2 separate regions of the Arabidopsis thaliana genome follow, and region 2 is linked to region 1. The links are chromatin contacts, called in public ChIA-PET maps. All regions are on one chromosome and are shown on one strand. Each heading gives the region's core, a stretch centred on a gene start, on an enhancer-like site or on the middle of the called end of the contact. The rest is flanking DNA. Distances are from core to core; before and after follow the strand shown. Region 1 holds the start of SPD1 (P-loop containing nucleoside triphosphate hydrolases superfamily protein). Region 2 holds the start of CYP77A6 (cytochrome P450, family 77, subfamily A, polypeptide 6).

Evidence for each region. ChIA-PET counts read pairs in DNA pulled down with a chosen protein or histone mark.
Region 2: a contact with region 1 is called in an H3K4me3 ChIA-PET map of shoot, with 11 read pairs. The contact joins the promoter of CYP77A6 here to the promoter of SPD1 in region 1. A contact is called at or near these places in 2 of 26 Hi-C or Micro-C datasets (leaf and shoot) and 1 of 2 datasets of contacts at active chromatin or transcription factors (shoot).

The regions. Positions count from the first base shown.
Region 1 is chr3:3,237,503-3,240,735 of TAIR10.1, forward strand. It overlaps SPD1 (P-loop containing nucleoside triphosphate hydrolases superfamily protein), which reads left to right and starts at 1,494. Exons shown (of 9, transcript NM_111877.3): 1 at 1,494-2,281; 2 at 2,419-2,633; 3 at 2,725-2,875; 4 at 2,964-3,155. The coding sequence starts at 1,805. It overlaps SCPL49 (SERINE CARBOXYPEPTIDASE-LIKE 49), which reads right to left and starts at 765. Exons shown (of 9, transcript NM_111876.5): 1 at 224-765; 2 at 1-28. The coding sequence starts at 561. AT3G10415 (a tRNA gene) reads right to left here and starts at 954; the gene lies at 865-954.
Region 2 is chr3:3,300,347-3,303,579 of TAIR10.1, forward strand. It overlaps CYP77A6 (cytochrome P450, family 77, subfamily A, polypeptide 6), which reads left to right and starts at 1,541. Exons shown (of 1, transcript NM_111893.4): 1 at 1,541-3,233. The coding sequence starts at 1,810. It overlaps UNE9 (Cytochrome P450 superfamily protein), which reads left to right. Exons shown (of 1, transcript NM_111892.2): 1 at 1-1,358. The coding sequence ends at 1,137.

The sequences.
Region 1 (3,233 bases), core at 244-2,743:
CCGTGACTCGAAGAAGAAGTAGAACATGCTAACACACACCAAGCAAACAAATCAACAAACAAAGCAAACAAACATTTATAATCTATTCCCACTACTTTGAGATTCCAATTAGAAAAACGTCACCAACAGTCCAATGTTCTAATCGAATCAAACATAACCTAGTCAAGAGCTAGCTGCAAGCTTCTATATACCTATGAACCAAAATCTAAAGTCAGATATAAACCTTGCGCCACGAGATTTCGGGAGCTTGTAATAACCAGCATGATGACCTAAATCGTCGACAGTAGGGCCACCATCGGCAAGTATATTCGGGAATACGAACTTCCGTTCAACAATCCCCGGTCCCTCCGCAGCAGTGAGAGGCAAATCAGCGACATCGATCACATTCAGATCCTGCTGCGGGAAAAGGTTTAGCTCACGGATCAGCTTCTCCGCGCGCGTAGACGGCAAGTTCGATCTCTCAAAGGTGCGATCATTCAAGAGGAACGATGAAGACGGTATCGTTGAAGCGATGAAGACGACGAAATGCAGGAGAAGGCTGAGAAAAGTTAGTTTCTCCATTTTTGGTTCTTTCAACTGTGCTTCTTTTTTTTTCCTTTTCTGAGATTGTTGTATACAACAATTTGGGGGAGGAGAGAATGTACACGTGGCAGGAACTATCACAGAAATATCTTCCGATACGTGCCCGAGAAAGTTGGGGCTATTTTGCGAAATATGAGAAATAGTGGGTGAATCTGTTACGTTACAACAAAGATAACGTTTGGCGTAGTAATCGACGGTTAGGCACGCGAGTTGAATGTGAAGCAAAAGATGGATGAGTGTGGGTCCCAGATAATTTAAAAGTGAAATAAAATGTTAAAAATATTCAACCTGCCGGAATCGAACCAGCGACCTAAAGATTTCTTTGGAATTACCCATTACAGTCTTCCGCTCTACCAACTGAGCTAAGGTCGGTTTGATATTAATATTAAGTTTACACTATATATTAAATTAATTATTACAAAAACACTTATGGGCCTCACGTGAATGTAAACCTTACATTTTATAGTGAATGTAATATTCTACAAGGTGTGTTTCTGATTAGAAGGCCCAATCCTAAACCACTATTTGTAAAGCACCTAAAAGCCCATTCGGCTAAAAAACGAAGATGACTCAAGAAATTAAGGAACCGTCGTTGTAGATACACAATGTTTGGGTTGACTTGTATTTCATTCATTTAGTCTGGTTTTTGTTTGGTTTAATTTAGTCAGCAATTTTGGTTCAAATCTCAATTTGCAGAGCTAAAAAGTTGACGACTTTTGCATCTGCCGTGCGAGAAACACCAACTCCGACTTTGGGCTAAATTTGTCAAAGAGTTCCAAACGAATTGGCAATAAACGGTAGCTCCATAGTCAGACACGTGTCAACAAGATTGTCCAACTCTCCACGTGGCGCCACGTGAACCAGTTGCTTGAACGGCTATGTTATCATCTTTCCCTCTACAATGGACCCTACTTTGTTCTATACAGATGCAGTTTCTGTGTAATTAGATGCTTTGATCCTTTGGAATCTTCCACTAGTTTCAGTCTTCACGCATCATCATATTCCAAAAAAATGAAATGAAAAAAGAACTAATACTCAAAACGTTGTCGTTTCGTTGTGCTTCATAGCTCTTCTCCTCCTCAGCTTTTCCTTTTTAGCTTCTTCATTTCTGCTTTCCAGACAGATATACACACCAGTAGCTAAAACGAAAAGACAGAATCTTTTATTTAATTCATTTTTTATTTGAAAGTACATAATTAAAAAAAATAATTAATTAATCGTGATGAGGGCGTTGAATTCGCGGCTAGTTCTGATCGACATCAACAGCTCCTGGCAAGCTTCGCGCCGGTTAATCTCAGCCACCGCAACCGCTTTTTCATCTGATTCCTCTTCCTCATTCCGTCGGACACGTGGTGCGCGTCAGAGAATCGCTTCATCGAAATCCCCGGCGTCGTCACCGTCTCCTGTTCGGAGACCATCTGATGGATTCAGTTTCGATGTTCGGTCACCGTCATCTGATTCATCGATCTCATCACGGAAGTCACCGACGACGGCTCCGCCTACGGTGGAGCTCGACGCTTTCCTAGAGATTCTTCCTCCGGCGACGAGGAAGGAGCTTGTTAAGCACGAGGCGATTGAGGAATTGATCGAAGTAGTGATGGATTTAGGGAGAAAGCCACTTGCTAGATTCCCTTCCGGCGATTGGGTGATCTCAGAGCAGCCTGTGACACACCAGGATCTGGAGCTTGCGGTATCAAAGGTATGTGTGTCTCTGATCTAAGACATGCAACTAATTTCTCAAATGTTTTAGCTTATTGCAGTTCTTCAAGACTGATAAGACTTGCTTATACTGATTATGGTCTCTTCTGTGTCTGAATCAAAATGTTTTGAATTTAGGTTGGTGATTTTTCGGATGATAACCGATCCGGGATTGACAGATCTTTGCATCGTATAAGCGCTATACGTAATCGCAAACTGCAAGTAATTGGTCTAACATGTCGAGTGGGTCGAGTAGTCTCTGGAAGTGCAGAAATTATAAGAGACTTGATTGAAGGAGGAGGATCCATCTTGGTCATTGGATCTCCTGGAGTTGGCAAAACAACTTTAATCAGGTACATCAATATGAACTTATAATGTGATGATCTTTCTGTTAAAACTGTGATTGATAAATGGTATATGACAAGATTGGTTTGTTTTGTACAGAGAAATTGCACGGATGTTAGCTGATGAACACAGGAAACGTGTAGTGATTGTTGACACGTCAAATGAGATTGGAGGTGATGGTGATGTTCCTCATTCTGGAATTGGTCGTGCCAGGCGGATGCAAGTTCCAAATGTGAATTTACAGCACGATGTATGTCTCGCAACTTTATAACCTTGTAATAATATGGTGTAGGATGGAATCAAAAGGATCTTGCTGTATTAACAAGTTCTTTATGCAGGTTATGATTGAGGCGGTTGAGAATCATATGCCTGAGACAATCATCATTGACGAGATAGGAACTGAGCTTGAAGCTTTAGCTGCTAGCACTATTGCTCAACGAGGTGTTCAGCTTGTTGCAACTGCTCATGGGATGACTATAGACAACATAATCAAAAATCCTTCTTTGCAGATTCTTATTGGTGGAATTGAGGTAAAACCTTAGACAACAACTTTGCTTCTTATTTTGTTCTGTTGTTTATCTTCTCTAACCTTAATTTGAATTTATTTT
Region 2 (3,233 bases), core at 291-2,790, 63 kb after region 1:
ATGTATGGACCTGTGTGGAGGTCATTGAGACGGAACATGGTTCAGAACATGCTTAGCTCGAATCGGCTCAAGGAGTTTGGTTCTGTTAGAAAATCCGCCATGGATAAACTCATCGAGAGAATCAAATCTGAAGCTAGAGACAACGATGGACTCGTCTGGGTTCTGCAAAACAGCAGATACGCTGCGTTTTGTGTTTTATTAGATATCTGTTTTGGAGTTGAGATGGAAGAGGAATCAATTGAGAAGATGGATCAGTTGATGACGGCGATATTAAACGCCGTTGATCCAAAACTCCACGATTACCTTCCGATCTTAACGCCGTTTAACTACAATGAGAGAAATCGTGCTCTTAAGCTTCGTCGGGAACTTGTAGATTTCGTCGTCGGATTCATCGAGAAACGACGGAAGGCGATTCGGACCGCAACGGTATCGTCTTTCTCGTATCTTGATACACTCTTTGATCTTAGAATCATCGAAGGAAGTGAAACGACGCCGTCTGATGAAGATCTTGTAACGCTCTGTTCGGAGTTTCTCAATGCCGGTACGGACACGACTGGGGCGGCGATCGAGTGGGGAATCGCAGAGTTGATAGCGAATCCCGAGATTCAATCTCGACTGTACGATGAGATTAAATCAACGGTTGGAGATCGTGCGGTCGATGAAAGAGACGTGGACAAAATGGTCTTGTTACAAGCTGTAGTCAAAGAGATTCTCCGGCGACATCCACCGACTTACTTTACATTAAGTCACGGTGTAACGGAACCAACGACTCTCTCTGGCTATAACATCCCTGTCGGGGTCAACATTGAGTTTTATCTTCCCGGAATTAGTGAAGACCCGAAGATCTGGTCAGAGCCAAAAAAGTTCGACCCTGACCGGTTCTTATCAGGGCGGGAAGACGCCGATATAACAGGAGTTGCTGGAGTGAAGATGATGCCTTTTGGTGTTGGCCGTAGGATCTGTCCGGGGATGGGAATGGCGACGGTACATGTGCATTTGATGATAGCGAGGATGGTTCAAGAGTTCGAGTGGTTAGCCTATCCACCGCAGAGCGAGATGGATTTTGCCGGGAAGTTGGTGTTTGCGGTTGTGATGAAGAAGCCGTTGAGGGCCATGGTGAGACCTAGGGTACAATGAAAGCCGCAGGTTTGTAGCATATCCAACTTTTAAAAATGAATAAATGCTGTATGGAATACATGCATAAACTGATAAACACTCTCATGTAAAAATGAATACAAGAAGCATATTGGTACTCAAGTCATGTTTTCCATTAAGAATCTTTTAGAATTCTGTTATCTTTGAGGGTAAAAACTTAACTATGTTTGTAATAAAAGCTTAGAATGAGAATTTGGTAAAACAACTGTCATGCTAAACACTAAAAATGGGAGAATACAAAATAAACTTGAGATATGAGTATTTTGTTTGTTACAATTTATGATGCTAAAGCCAAAAACATTGAGAAAAGAAAAAAAAAACATAATCTTCTTAACTGAGAAACGTTGACATGCAGAATCACACGTTAGAAGATAACTACCGTGTGTTAGCAAACAATTTACACGATTACAACTACTGTACTAGTCATGAAAGACAAGACTTTAAATTTCCATCGTACTTCTTGTGCATACCAAACTCAGCCTCATAAAATTAAATGAAACCAATCGCAAAACTGGTTACTTTAAATTCTCCTCACCTAAATTATCATGCTCTGCTCTGTTTTTATACCTTCCTCTGCTTTTCCCTTCCACTCTTAATCCTCCATAGCTACAAACAAAGCTCAGTGAAAAGAAGAAGAAAAACAAGAAGCTAAAAATGTCTATCCTTTCGTTTCCTCACACTTTCTTTAACATCTCTCCTTCACTCTTCTACACTATCCTTATATCCAGTTTAGTTCTACTGATCCTCACGCGCCGGAGTGCTAAATCAAAGATCGTGAAGCTTCCTCCAGGTCCTCCGGGGTGGCCGGTGGTTGGAAACCTCTTCCAATTCGCGCGCTCCGGGAAGCAGTTTTACGAGTACGTTGACGATGTAAGGAAAAAATACGGTCCTATCTACACGTTGAGGATGGGAAGTCGAACAATGATCATAATCTCTGATTCAGCTCTCGTCCACGACGTTCTGATTCAACGTGGACCAATGTTCGCAACCCGACCCACCGAGAATCCGACCCGAACCATCTTCAGCTCCAACACTTTCACCGTTAACGCTTCAGCGTACGGTCCAGTATGGCGATCCCTGAGAAAGAACATGGTACAGAACATGTTAAGCTCGATCCGGTTCAGAGAATTCGGGTCGTTGAGACAATCCGCAATGGATAAACTCGTCGAGAGGATCAAATCAGAAGCTAAAGACAACGACGGTCTTGTTTGGGTCCTAAGAAACGCAAGATTCGCTGCGTTTTGTATTCTTTTGGAGATGTGTTTTGGAATCGAAATGGATGAAGAATCGATATTGAATATGGATCAAGTGATGAAGAAAGTGTTGATCACACTCAATCCAAGACTCGATGATTATCTCCCGATTCTTGCTCCGTTTTATTCCAAGGAGAGAGCAAGAGCTCTCGAGGTTCGTTGTGAACAAGTTGATTTCATCGTTAAACTCATCGAGAGACGACGGAGAGCGATTCAGAAGCCGGGGACTGATAAAACGGCGTCGTCTTTTTCTTATCTTGATACACTCTTTGACCTTAAAACCGAAGGTCGTATAACGACGCCGTCTAATGAAGAGCTTGTGTCGCTCTGCTCTGAGTTTCTTAACGGTGGTACGGATACGACGGGGACGGCGATCGAGTGGGGTATAGCGCAACTGATTGTGAATCCTGAGATTCAATCTCGGCTCTACGATGAGATTAAATCAACGGTTGGAGATCGTGAGGTTGAGGAAAAAGATGTGGATAAAATGGTCTTTTTACAAGCCGTTGTTAAGGAGATTTTACGGAAACATCCTCCGACATACTTTACGTTGACTCATTCCGTCACGGAGCCGACGACGGTCGCCGGTTACGATGTTCCCGTTGGGATTAACGTTGAGTTTTATCTTCCGGGAATAAATGAGGATCCAAAGCTTTGGTCTGATCCGAAGAAATTTAACCCGGATCGGTTTATTTCGGGTAAGGAGGAAGCGGACATAACCGGTGTAACCGGAGTTAAAATGATGCCGTTCGGTATTGGCCGTCGGATCTGTCCGGGGCTAGCGATGGCGACCGTACACGTGCATTTGATGCTAGCGAAGATGGT